Linked DNA regions of Ovis aries: region 2 is linked to region 1. A link is a contact called in public Hi-C data. All regions are on one chromosome and are shown on one strand. The core of a region is the stretch at or near the end of the contact, and the rest is flanking DNA. Distances in the headings are between cores, read along the strand shown. Region 1 has its middle 27 kb from the start of TEX35. Region 2 overlaps RALGPS2 (Ral GEF with PH domain and SH3 binding motif 2).

What was found. A called contact is a pair of places that touch in the nucleus more often than the background predicts.
Region 2: a Hi-C map of liver shows a contact between it and region 1, with 5 times the contacts expected there. The contact joins two enhancer-like sites. A contact is called at or near these places in 10 of 16 Hi-C or Micro-C datasets (blood, hypothalamus, liver and 5 more).

What each region holds. Positions count from the first base shown.
Region 1 is chr12:59,360,436-59,367,118 of ARS-UI_Ramb_v3.0, forward strand. No RefSeq gene overlaps it. Among named protein-coding and RNA genes, the nearest start is that of TEX35, 27 kb to the left of the region's middle. Within about 2 kb of position 3,421, at least 18 of the 54 cell types and tissues checked have an H3K27ac peak or open chromatin away from gene starts, as enhancers often do. A contact at or near this core is called in hypothalamus and liver, where this site is marked.
Region 2 is chr12:59,568,616-59,575,298 of ARS-UI_Ramb_v3.0, forward strand. All of the region lies in intron 1 of RALGPS2 (Ral GEF with PH domain and SH3 binding motif 2), which reads left to right. Among named protein-coding and RNA genes, the nearest start is that of RALGPS2, 27 kb to the left of the region's middle. Within about 2 kb of position 3,671, at least 7 of the 54 cell types and tissues checked have an H3K27ac peak or open chromatin away from gene starts, as enhancers often do. A contact at or near this core is called in hypothalamus and liver, where this site is marked.

The DNA of each region.
Region 1 (6,683 bases), core at 2,171-4,670:
AAGTGAAACACTGGGCGTGAACATCATTCTGTTTGCTGTGAGTCACCTGAGGCCGTTTGGAGCCACTGTGTCCAAACTGAGTTGCTTCTCTCTGGGTCTTAGGTGTGGCTGAGATCCAAGGAGGCCACAGGTTGGCTCCTGTTGGCAACACGTATGTAGCCAGCGCCTAGGATCAACAGCTAGCCAGCGGAAGTTGTGGTCGGGATCAAGTTGGGGGAGGAAAGTTTGGGGGTCCACAAAGGTGGCCTCCTGATGCATGCTGGACTGTGAGTCAACCCCAGGAACACCCAGTGGCTGAGCGGGCAGTGCCAAGCCCAGACTCCTTCTCCATGGCAACAAAATCCCTTCCGCAGGATCTAGGGCTGGTGCTGAATGGCGACTTTCATCAGGGCCACCGTAGAAAGTTAAACTGGCTAACTGACAGGGAACCAAGAGTTTAAAGTCAGTGTGTCAGAAGCCACGGGCCCCTGGCAATTGAGGCAGGCAGTTTCTAAGCAATTATGGTTCATTAAGGGCTTCCCTGGCGACTCAGCCAGTAAAGAATCTGCCTGCAATGCAGAGTACCTGGGTTTGATCCCTGGGTTGGGAAGGTCTCCTGGAGAAGGGAATGGCAACCCACTCCAGTATTCTTGCCTGGAGAATTCCATGGACAGAGGAGCCTGGTAGGCTACAGTCATGGGGTTGCAAAGTCAGACATGACTGAGTGACTAACACCTTCAAGGGAAATTCCATTCCCAGGTGTTCACTGTGGTGCAGACCAAGGTCCTCTCACCATAGCCTCCCCGCCAGATAGAGGTGGCTGGACATCTCCCCAGCCTTTGTGGGTGCTGCCTGGCCTCCCTCTGATCCAGCAGAAGCCTGTCACTCTCAGCCCAGAGGGGCGCCCCACTCCCACACAGGGACCATGACTCAGCCGACCTCCTACCACACCCTCATTCTGCTCTGGGTGTGACCCACCCTTTGACCTTCCCCTTGCCTCAGCCCCACCCGCGTGTACCTGCTCTGACTGCTGGCCAGCTCAGCATTGCTCATGGCCCCTAGCCCTGAAATCCTTCTGGTTTGGTCTCTCCCAAGAACATCCCTTCTCAGGCAGTCCTATTCGTTATGTCCTGGCCTTCCTGGGCCCTTCCCCTCTCTGGCCCTGGCCTTAGGGGTCCTGGCATCTCTCACCTGCTGCCAGGTAACAAGAAGGCAGGAATCTGGATCGCATCACTGGACAATGATAAGTTTAAGACTTTTCAATTCAGTTGCTCAGTCGTGTCTGACTCTTTGCGACCCCATGAATCGCAGCACGCCAGGCCTCCCTGTCCATCACCAATTCCCGGAGTTCACTCAAACTCACGTGCATCGAGTTGGTGATGCCATCCAGCCATCTCATCCTCTGTCGTCCCCTTCTCCTCCTGCCCCCAATCCCTCCCAGCATCAAGGTCTTTTCCAATCAAGTCAACTCTTCGCATGAGGTGGCCAAAGTACTAGAGTTTCAGCTTCAGCATCAGTCCTTCCAATGAACACCCAGGACTGATCGCCTTTAGGATGGACTGGTTGGATCTCCTTGCAGTCCAAGGGACTCTCAAGAGTCTTCTCCAACACCACAGTTCAAAAGCATCAATTCTTCAGTGTTCAGCTTTCTTCACAGTCCAGCTCTCACATCCATACATGACCACTGGAAAAACCATAGCCTTGACTAGACGGACCTTTGTTGGCAAAGTAATGTCTCTGCTTTTGAATATGCTGTCTACGTTGGTCATAACTTTCCTTCCAAGGAGTAAGCGTCTTTTAATTTCATGGCTGCAGTCACCATCTGCAGTGATTTTGAAGCCCAAAAAAATAAAGTCTGACACTGTTTCCACTGTTTCCCCATCTATATCCCATGAAGTGATGGGACCAGATGCCATGATCTTTGTTTTCTGAATGTTGAGCTTAAAGCCAATTTTTTCCCTCTCCTCTTTCTCTTTCATCAAGAGGCTTTTTAGTTCCTCTTCACTTTCTGCCATAAGGGTGGTGTCATCTGCATATCTGAGGTTATTGATATTTCTCCCGGCAATCTTGATTCCAGCTTGTGCTTCTTTCAGCCCAGTGTTTCTCATGATGTACTCTGCATAGAAGTTAAATAAGCAGGGTGACCATATACAGCCTTGACGTACTCCTTTTCCTATTTGGAACCAGTCTATTGTTCCATGTCCTTAAGGAGCATCAAACTTTGGTGCAGCAGGGTCCACGTGGGGCTGAAGGAAGGCAGTGTGAGATGTAGGTGTGAGGGCAAGATCTGTGGCCTCTGAAATCAGGACAGTTCCCTGGGGGAGGTGGGACTTGAAGCAGGTACGGAGGACAGGCTGTGTGTGAGTCTGGGGGTGAGAAGTGGAGGGATTGGGCAGCAGGAACAAGTCACCTCCCTCACTCTAGCTGGCAAGCCCCAACCTGTCCTGGCCTTCCGCCACCTCTCACCCCTCATCTGGTACCACTTCCCCTCCTCTCTCGGCTCGGAATGTCCCTGTCCCATCTTTACCCTGTCCCCTCTGCCTAGAATAATGCCAGCATGCAGGAGGTGGATCAGGGTGGTTGTCCTAGGGTGCTGAGCGGAAGTTCCTCTGAGGAGGTGACTTGTGGGTGCCCTTGACCTACTGGAGAAAGCCATGCAGATACATGTATGTGTACACGCATGTCTTCACCACGTCTTGATTTCCTGCAAATGGTGCTCCATGAGGCTCCCAGCCCCCTGCGGAGAGGTACCCAGGGCTTTAAGGCAGCCCCAGGTGTGGGCATGCAGACCTGGTCGGCTGGGGGAGTCCGGCTCAGGCTGCCAGGAACCACTTTCCTATTCCCACCTCAGACAGAGGGCAATGTCAAAGGCTGGTGGGCAGAGGACAAGCCCCCGGCATTCACGTGTTCTATTATCACCCGGCCGGAAGCAGCATCCTCAGGGCAAGAAGGTGAAGGGCAGAACACGCCCCCCTTCTCCGAAGCCCCCCTCGCTTCCCCTCGCCCAGCTTTTCTTCGAGAAGCACTGAGACCCATAAGAGAGCTACCCCGGCTCCAGGACGGAGTGCACTTTCCTGGGCAGCTTCCTTCCCATGTCAGGGACTGAAGTTTAAAGGACAAGGGAGGTCAGGGAATAAATGACTGTGACTAAGGCAGGGACCTCAAGGTTCCCTTTGCATAGACTGGTAATAGGCCTCTCGCTTCTGCCACGGGCTGTGATACAGTCCACCCGCCCAGAACATGACACTGGGAGAAATTTCAAGCGCCACTGAAATTAGTAGATGTTACTGTCTTCATGCACACTGTTTAGCTAAAAGTGGATTCGTTCCCGGCAAGGGAATGATAGCAACCTGACCCCGCGCATCACTCGGCGCCAAGCACTGTCTCGGTGTCCAGCCCCAGCGGAGGGAGGGAGCCAGGCTCGCAGGGTGCAGTTCCCGCCAGGCCCACTGGGTGGCGCAGGCGCCGCACTCCGTAGGGAGCTGACCGCCAGAGGCCGGGGGCTGACTTCTAAGGAAAGGGTCCCCGGGGGAGGAGGGCCCCTCCATCTGTCACAGAGGACCCTGGCCTCGCAGCTCCGACCTGGGAGATCCGCTGCAACCTCATCCAAGCTCGGTTCCGACAGAGGGCTTCCCTTTGCTTTCCAGAAACTTCTCTCCTGGGGATTCTCATCTCACAGAGCAGGCTCCAAGGCAAGGGCTTGGCCACAGATGTGCTGGAGCCCAGGAAAGGAAGTGGGGGTGGAGGGGGTGCAGGGAGGAGGGGAGCTCTCGCAAAGTGAAATGAGAAGGCCCAGTGGTCGATGCCAGACCTGGGGTCAGCCTTCTTGGTTTGGTAGTAAACCAGCCTGCCGCATCCTGATCTCCTGCAGATATTGGGGGGTTGGGGGGAATAGGGGAATGAGATGCTGTCCTGGGAGATGGGAATGGAGAGGGGAGATGGAGGCAGAGAAGCGGAGAGTACCCAGACTAGACACCTTGTCAAGTAGGGCCCAGGCCAGCTAGAATGAGGGGTGGGGGTGGGGGGTCCTCCTGAGTACAGTTGTTTGGCATTTTCTTCCAAGGTTCTCAGATGCTTGTGGAAACGTGCTGTCTCCCCTTCTTCTGACTTGATCCTTCTTCTGCCTCTGGGCAATGCCCCATTTGCCCATTTCGAATCTGCCTTTTGTTTGTGAGAAGAAAAAGAGATGAGCACTGGAGCTTTCTGGGGAGAGTGGAGCCGGGAGAGCCAAGAAGTGGAGCTGGAACAGGTACCTGGGGATTGATGCACGCCTTGAGTGTAGGTCTTAGGGCCCTAACCCACCTCCTGCTTCTTTGGCACATCCGCACCACCCCTGGGATGTTTCTCCACATGTAGCAGGGCCTTCCTTCAAGTTCATTGTCCAACTATGTCCGAGAGAGCTGAAGAGCAATGTCGGGATAACGTGCCTCTGAGCTATTTGTATAAAATGCAGATTCCACCTTCTTGTTTCTAAAGATTCTAATTCGAGAAGATGAGGATGGGGCCCAGGAATCTGCATTTTAACAGACACTGGAAGAAATTCCCAGGCATGGTGGCTAGGTTCCACTTGGAGCAATACCAGCCGAAGCTTTGGGGCACTATGTTTCACTGAGAGAAGCCTGCAGCCAGCAGCTCCTCCTTCCTTTCTGAGCATCTCCTCTGGCTTGGTGTGACTTCAGGGTCAGCAACTCTAGAGCATTTCTTCCCCTGCACTCAGCCTCTTCAGCTTTCCCAGGCCTGGTTTTACTTATTTTTCTTTCTCCTGACCTCACTGGAACATTGAGCTCCATTCTTTTAGTAGGTAAGCTCTTTATTAACATCAGCCTAGAATTTTGGGAAGCCTCAAACAGTTGTGCAGCATTGGATAAATCCTGTAAGAAATGAAATTATCATTTGCCAGCCATTATTATGGAACCTGCATTCTGCAACCATGTAATTTTCTTTTCTTAAATGATTCTGATTTGAGTCTAAAACACCTCCCTTCCCTTCCCACCCCCATTCCTCTGAGCTGAACCTCCTGAACTCTAGATGCTTGCACTGTCAATCACAATTTCTTTCATTCTTTTTATTCTTCATGGAATGAGAGAGGCACAAACAATGTTTTTAAATAAAATTTAGAAAATGTCTACATGTCCTTATCTCCTGGAAGAACTTTAAGTAACTACATTTCCCTGGGGTTTACTTTCCTGCCTGGCTCAACCTGCTATCATAAAAATAGAAAGTTGGCAGACAAATACACAGAGTCCACAGAGTTGGGTATTTCCTTATTGCATTTTTAAGAGCAGTATTTTGTAATTGCTGTGATAATACAAGGGATAATATTTGTGAGAGTAAGCCCAGAGCACATTCCCTGCTGGTGTCTGCCCTCTAATAACCCTGTGCGATGATGGCGACGCAGTACCAGGAGGGGATCATCACAGAACATTAATAAGGAGGAAGCTGAGAGCTGGCGCCAGGAGCGCTGCAGAGACAGAAAGCAGTAACTAGGCCAGGCAGGCCCGTCATTTTTGCACTTTGAGCAAGAAGTGAGAAATGGAAAACATTTTCTCTACCTTCCCAGCACTGATGTCTTTGAGCTGTGGTGCTGGTGAAGAGTCCTGTGGACTGCAAGGAGATCAAACCAGTCAATCCTAGGAATTCAACCTTGAGTATTCATTGGAAGAGTGGGCTGAGGTGGAAGCTCCAATACTCTGGCCATGTGATACAAACAGCTGACTCACTGGAAAAGACCCTGATGCTGAGAAAGATGGAAGGCAGGAGAAGAGGGTGACAGAGGATGAGATGGTTGGATGGCATCATCAACTTAATGGACATGAGTTTGAACAAACTCTGGAAGATAGTGAAGGACAGGGAACCCTGGCGTGCTGCAGTTCATGGGGTTGCAAAGAGTCGAACACGACTGAGCAACTGAACAACACCACCTTCCCAGCAAATATGGTGCCTGGCTCAGAATTTCCTCTGACTTTGTGTCCCCAAGACACTGGCTGCCCAATTACATGGAGCCAGATCCAAAGAGAAACTGTTCAAGAGAGTACAGGAGAATGACTGTTCCCTCAGTTCTGTGAGGACACATGGGTTCTGGCTGAGATGAGAGATTTGAGAGGGTCATAACTGAGCTCCAGATGCATCTAGAACCCTCTCAAAATATCACTTTTCTAAAATGTTTTGTCACTTTCTAAAAATTATATTTTCAAGTTAGATTCCACAATGTGTTTTCCACTATTTATTGGGTCTTTAAGAAAGAGATAATGCATTTCCTTGCTGGGCAGAAGGGTGCTAGACTTGCAGGAATCTTCTGGGTTGTAGCTACAGAAACATCAGTTCAGCTTATTTGCTAACCAGGGACAACTTGCTCTGCAGCAGCCACGGAGGCCTCAGGGACCCCATGGGCTGTGCAGGGCCTCTAGCCCAGGACTAGAACAGGAGCACACCCGGGTCCTCCAGGGAGCCGCTGGGCTGCAGGTCACTGACTGCAAGATTTGTTTGACCATGCAAGTGCCCGGGCTGTGTTTCCACTTCTCACATTTGCTTATTCTCCCTGAGAGGGGTCCATGTCATTGTCTGTTTACAGAGCAGGAAAGCAAGGCTGAGGGAGGGTAACAGCTGGCCGAGTCACAATCCCCCATGAACGTGCTGCCGCCTACCTGGGCATCCTGGGTGCCTAGAACACCCAGGGTATATGCAGTGAAGACAGAAGAGGGGCT
Region 2 (6,683 bases), core at 2,421-4,920, 210 kb after region 1:
TTTTCTCTAATCCATCAACTTCCGCAGATGTTGCCAGCTACCTTTCTAAAATGGAAGTGTTATGGCACACATCTCTGCCTATAAAAAATTACACAGTGATTCCCAGTCATTCAGAGTAGTGGTTCTTAACCACTTTTTATTTCTGAGTTCCTTTGAAAATCATTTGATAGCTACAGATCCAGGAAAATGATTTTGTGTGTGTGTGTGTGTTTATCACACAGTTTTCATACTTTGGGGAGCAGGGCATTTCATGGCCCTAGGGTTTAATTCATGATCTCTCAGTTAAGAAACCTTGATTTAGAGAGTAAAGTGCATGTTTCTTCCCAGGCTGTTGTTAATATTTTGTGATCTTCCTCCAGTCTGTCTTCATAGATTATTCATTTCTGTACACACACGCACACGTACATGCATGCACACTTTTTCTGCAACACATTTAACCAGCATTGTCCTGACATGCCAATTTCTTCCATTCTTCTGTCTTTGCAGGTATTATTTACTCTTGTCAAGAATGTCCTTACCATTACCTTCCATCTGCCCAACATTTGCTTGTTAAGGCTCATCTCAAATATCAGGTTCTCTGTGAAAGCCATCCTCACCTTTCCTCCTTGACAGACATAAGTAAATATGGAGGAATTATAGTGACTGAGACTTGCAGAGAATCCTTCCCTTTGGAAGGGAAAGGTATGGATAAGGATGGAAGAAGGAAAATTCTAGGAGAGAGTTCCTTACTCATAAGAGATATTCCTCCTCTTAACCTCCGTGAGCCTGTTTCCTAAGTTGAATGTAATAATATTTATCTCAGGGGGCTATTAAAATAAATGAAGAATGTCTCAATCCCTATAGCACCTCAGTCTTTATGCAGGCAATTCCCTTCCTCTGGTCACTGGGTGGCCCCAGGATGCAGGAGCAAACATCTTCGGAGATCCAGTACTCTTGGTTCTTAATAAAATGTCTGAATGGAAAACTAGGCTGTAAATCTAGTAATACAAGATTGCTTGAAATCCTTCTGCCAAAATTGTGGTAAGGTGTGTGTTGTAAGCTACAAGTTGCTATGCTAATATTTATATTGTTACAGGCATTGCTGCTTTTAAAAGGCCAGTGGGTCTTTGCTACTAAAGTAAGTGATGCTTTTTTTTGGCTAGTCAGTTGCTGCTAGAATAGAGCCCCATCTTTCGCAAATTAACACTTATGGTTTTCACTGTTCGGTGAATGACTGGGAGGGTGTATGACCTGATAATTTGTAATTTTGCTGGGCACATATTGGTCCTAGTCTGCCACTGGTAGGCACATTTGTTATTCTCTGGGTTTTTTTGTGTAGAAACTTTTGATGCGAGAACTGTTTGTGCTGCAGGAGGCAACTATTTCTGGTGATCAAAGAGAAGTAGAAGAGAGTACATCTAGAAAGAGGAATTTGGGGTAAATTGTAAGATTCTGTGGTGGGTTAATAAATTCATGATGTAGAAGAGTCTGCTTTGCAACTTGCAAATAACTAGAGATTCAGTTCAGTTCAGTTCAGTCACTCAGTCGTGTCCAACTCCTTGCAACCCCATGAATCACAGCATGCCAGGACTCTGTCCATCACCAATTCCCGGAATTCACTCAAACTCATGTCCATCAAGTCAGTGATGCCATCCAGCCATCTCATCCTCTGTCATCTCCTTCTCCTCCTGCCCCCAATCCTTCCCAGCATCAGGGTCTTTTCCAGTGAGTCAACTCTTCGCATGAGGTGGCCAAAATACTGGAGTTTCAGCTTCAGCATCAGTCCTTCCAGTGAACACCCAGGACTGATCTCCTTTAGGATGGACTGGTTGGATCTCCTTGCAGTCCAAGGGACTCTCAAGAGTCTTCTCCAACACCACAGTTCAAAAGCATCAATTCTTTGGCACTCAGCTTTCTTCACAGTCCAACTCTCACATCCATACATGACCACTGGAAAAACCATAGCCTTGACTAGATGGAGCTTTGTTGGGAAAGGAATATCTCTGCTTTTGAATATGGTATCTAGGTTGGTCATAACTTTCCTTCTAAGGGGTAAGCATCTTTTAATTTCATGGCTGCAGTCACCATCGGCAGTGATTTTGGAGCCCCCAAGAATCAAGTCTGACACTGTTTCTGTTTCCCCATCTATTTCTCATGAAGTGATGGGACCAGATGCCATGATCTTCGTTTTCTGAATGTTGAGCTTTAAGTCAACTTTTTCCCTCTCCTCTTTCACTTTCGTCAAGAGGCTTTTAGTTCCTCTTCACTTTCTGCCATAAGGGTGGTGTCATCTGCATATCTGAGGTTATTGAGATTTCTCCCGGCAATCTTGATTCCAGCTTGTGCTGCTTCCAGCCCAGTGTTTCTCATGATGTACTCTGCATATAAGGTAAATAAGCTGGGTGACAATATACAGCCTTGATGTACTCCTTTTCCTATCTGGAACCAGTCTGTTGTTCCATGTCCAGTTCTAAGTGTTGCTTCCTGGCCTGCATATAGGTGTCTCAAGAGGCAGGTCAGGTGGTCTGGTATTCCCATCTCTTTCAGAATTTCCCACATCATTTCAGGGTTTTTAAGAATCATTGAAAGTCTGTTGGAGTAAAAAAAATTAGTTATACTTTAATGTGCTGTATACTATAGTAACATTCTCAAATTTGAGGATATTTCAAGATGTCTTGGGACAGATCACTCTTAAACATTGAGGATCTGTTGTACTTGAAGTAATTACACAGGTACCCATTTGTTGAGGTTTATGAATTCAACAGGAATGTCTTTCTATCACTGTGTATGTGTATGTATGTATATCTTCTTAATGAGACTTGTAAGATCCTGTAATTTAATAGTCCCATTTATAAGGACTGTCTTTTTATTGCCTCCAGTCCAAGCTTTTGTTTTTACTGTGGCAAACGTTGCCCTTTATACCAGCTTCTCCAGACTCACTTCCTGATGCTTCCCAAGACTCTTTTTTACATTTTACCCTCTAATTATATTGTACTCCACTATTGACTGTTCCCTGAATGCCAGTGACAAAGGATTTCACTGTCCCTAGCCTTTGTACATGGTGTTTTCCTTTGTCATCATGTTTACGTAATGAACTTCTATTAGAAGTGAAAAGAGAGAAACCAGATATTTTACCCTCTACCACTCCCACATTTCCACAGTGCTTAAACATCCAGTTAAGGATTAGTAGGAAGAGGGTAATTTGGCATTGTAGAAAGCACCAAGGATTAGCAGATAGAAGGCTTGTGTTTAAGAGCTACCTGTCCCTTTAATGATGTGAGCTTGGCCAGATCACATGACCTCCCTCCCATTAGATTGTTGTCTAGCTGTAAAATCAGGAGATTGGAAGCAAACTCACCCACTCCTTCTTTCCTTTACTTCTATTTTTCTTCCCTTCCCTTTTTATTCTTGCACATTTGAAGGATACAGTGGTTTCATGTTGCTTTATAGTAAATTACTACAGCAGTGATTCTCCTAGGGAGTTGGAAGGAATAAAGGAAGACCTGGAGCTTTGAAATGTACTCCAAGTGGAGATCTCCAAAGTACCTTTCCACCTCTTAAATAATGTTCATCTGTGTTATTCTTGGTAGTAAGTAGCATGAGGCAGAAATATTTGAGGGTTTATGTAGCTTAGTTCCAGAACACTGTTCACGAGATGGGTTCTGGCTCTGAGGTTGAAAGTGACACTAAATAAATGGCCACTAACGCCATCTATTGGTGGAAAGAGTTATACTTTTTATTAGAAATGTACCTTATTCTTTGAAATTTTGCAAGTTGAAGATTTTGGGGACTTCCCCACTGGTTCAGTGGTAACGAATCTGCCTGCAGTACAGAGACACAGGAAATGCAGGTTCAATTCCTGGGTTGGGAACATCCCTTGGAGAAGGAGATGGCAACCCACTCCAGTATTCATGCCTGGAAATGGACCAAGAAACCTATTGGGCTGCTGTCCATGGGGTCACAAAGAGTTGGACGTGACTGATCATACACACACTATGAAATGAAGATTTTAAGGCCAAGAAAGTTTTGTATAACTCAGAAGAACTTGTAGGATTCCCTCCACTTTTTACTTTGAAAGACTTTCAAACCAAAAAGAAAATTATGAGAGTAGTAAAGAAAGCTCCTGTTTACCCTCTATACAAATTCACCAATTTTCAACATTTTGCCCTGTTTACTTTGTAATTGATTTATTTCTCCCTCATACACACATATATGCTGTTTTTCTGAAATATTTGGGATTAGTTTATTTCTTAACAGCAAATTTATTTTTTTTATATAACCACAATATAGTTATTGAATACAGGAAACTGATACAGTACTTTGATTTGCAGTCTGTATTCTGGTTTCTGAATTGCCCCCAATAACGTCTTTATAGCACTTATTGTAGTCCAGTACAGAGGGTGTAGTTATCATGTGTCTTGGTGTTTTCTTTCATTTGTAATGGTTCCTCGGGTTTTCTTAGTGTCTCATAACAGTGGCATTTTTAAAAGACTGCATCTGTAGACCATACTTCAGTTTAGGTTTGCCTATTTCTTTGAGATTAGGTTCAGGATATGGGTGAATTTAACTCAGATGACCATTATATCTACTACTGTGGGCAGGAATCCCTTGGAAGAAATGGAGTAGCCATCATAGTCAACAAAAGAGTCCGAAATGCAGTCTTAAAAATGACAAAATGATCTCTGTTCGTTTCCAAGGTAAACCATTCAATATCACGGTAATTCCAAGTCTATGCCCTGACCAGTAACGCTGAAGAAGCTGGAGTTGAACGGTTCTATGAAGACCTACAAGACCTTTTAGAACTAACACCCCCAAAAGATGTCCTTTTCATTATAGGAGACTGGAATGCAAAAGTGGGAAGTCAAGAAACACCTGGAGTAACAGGCAGATTTGGTCTCGGAGTACAGAATGAAGCAGGGCAAAGGCTAATAGAGCTTTGCCAAGAGAACACACTGGTCATGGCAAACACTCTCTTCCCACAACACAAGAGAAGACTCTACACATGGACATCACCAGATGGTCAATACTTAAATCAGACTGATTATATTCTTTGCAGCCAGAGATGGAGAAGCTCTATACAGTGATCAAAAACAAGATGGAGAGTTGACTGTGGCTCAGATCATGAACTCCTTATTGCCAAATTCAGACTTAAATTGAAGAAAATAGGGAAAACCACTAGACCATTCAGGTATGACCTAAATCAAATCCCTTACGATTACACAGTGGAAGTGAGATAGATTCAAGGGATTAGATCTAATAGACAGAGTGCCTGATGAACTATGGAAGGAGGTTCGTGACATTGTACAGGAGACAGGGATCAAGACCATCCCCCAAAACAAGAAATGCAGAAAAGCAAAATGGCTGTCTGAGGAGGTCTTACAAATAGCTGTGAAAAGAAGAGAAGCGAAAAGCAAAGGAGAAAAGGAAAGATATACCCATCTGAATGCAGAGTTCCAAAGAATAGCAAGGAGAGATAAGAAAACTTTCCTCAGTGATCAGTGCAAATAAACAGAGGAAAACAATAGAATGGGAAAGACTAGAGATCTCTTCAAGAAAATTAGAGATACCAAGGGAACATTTCATGCAAAGATGGGCTCGATAAAGGACAGAAATGGTATGGACCTAACAGATGCAGAAGATATTAAGAAGAGGTGGCAAGAATACACAGAAGAACTGTACAGGAAAGATCTTCATGACCCAGATAATCACGATGGTGTGATCACTCACCTAGAGCCAGACATCCTGGAATGTGAAGTCAAGTGGGTTTTAGGAAGCATCACCAAGAACAAAGCTAGTGGAGGTGATGGAATAGTGGAGAGCTCAAAGCCAGTTGAGCTCTTTCAAATCCTGAAAGATGATGCTGTGAAAGTGCTGCACTCAATATGCCAGCAAATTTGGAAAATTCAGCAGTGGCCACAGGACTGGAAAAGGTCAGTTTTCATTCCAATCCCAAAGAATGCTCAAACTACCACACAATTGCATTCATCTCACATACTAGTAAAGTAATGCTTAAAATTCTCCAAGCCAGACTTCAGCAATACATGAACCATGAACTTCCAGATGTTCAAGCTGGTTTTAGAAAAGGCAGAGGAACCAGAGATCATATTGCCAACATCCGCGGATCATGGAAAAAGCAAGAGAGTTCCAGAAAAACATCTGCTTCTGCTTTATTGACTATGCCAAAGCCTTTGACGGTGTGGATCACAATAAACTGTGGAAAATTCTGAGAGATGGGACTACCAGACCACCTGACCTGCCTCTTGAGAAATCTGTATGCAGGTCAGAAGCAACAGTTAGAACTGGACATGGAACAACAGACTGGTTCCAAATAGGAAAAGGAGTACGTCAAGGCTGTATATTGTCACCCTACTTATTTAACTTATATGCAGAGTACATCATGCAAAATGCTGGGCTGGATGAAGTACAAGCTGGAATCAAGATTGCCAGGAGAAATATCAATCACCTAGGTTGGTCTAAGTTTGACCAACCTAGACCGCATATTAAAAAGCAGAGATACATTACTTTGCCAACAAAGGTCCATCTAGTCAGAGCTATGGTTTTTCCTGTGGTCATATATGGATGTGTGAGTTGGACTATAAAGATAGCTGAGCTCTGAAGAATTGGTGCTTTTGAACTGTGGTATTGGAGAAGACTTTTGAGAGTCCCTTGGACTGCGAGGAGATCCAACAAGTCAATCCTAAAGG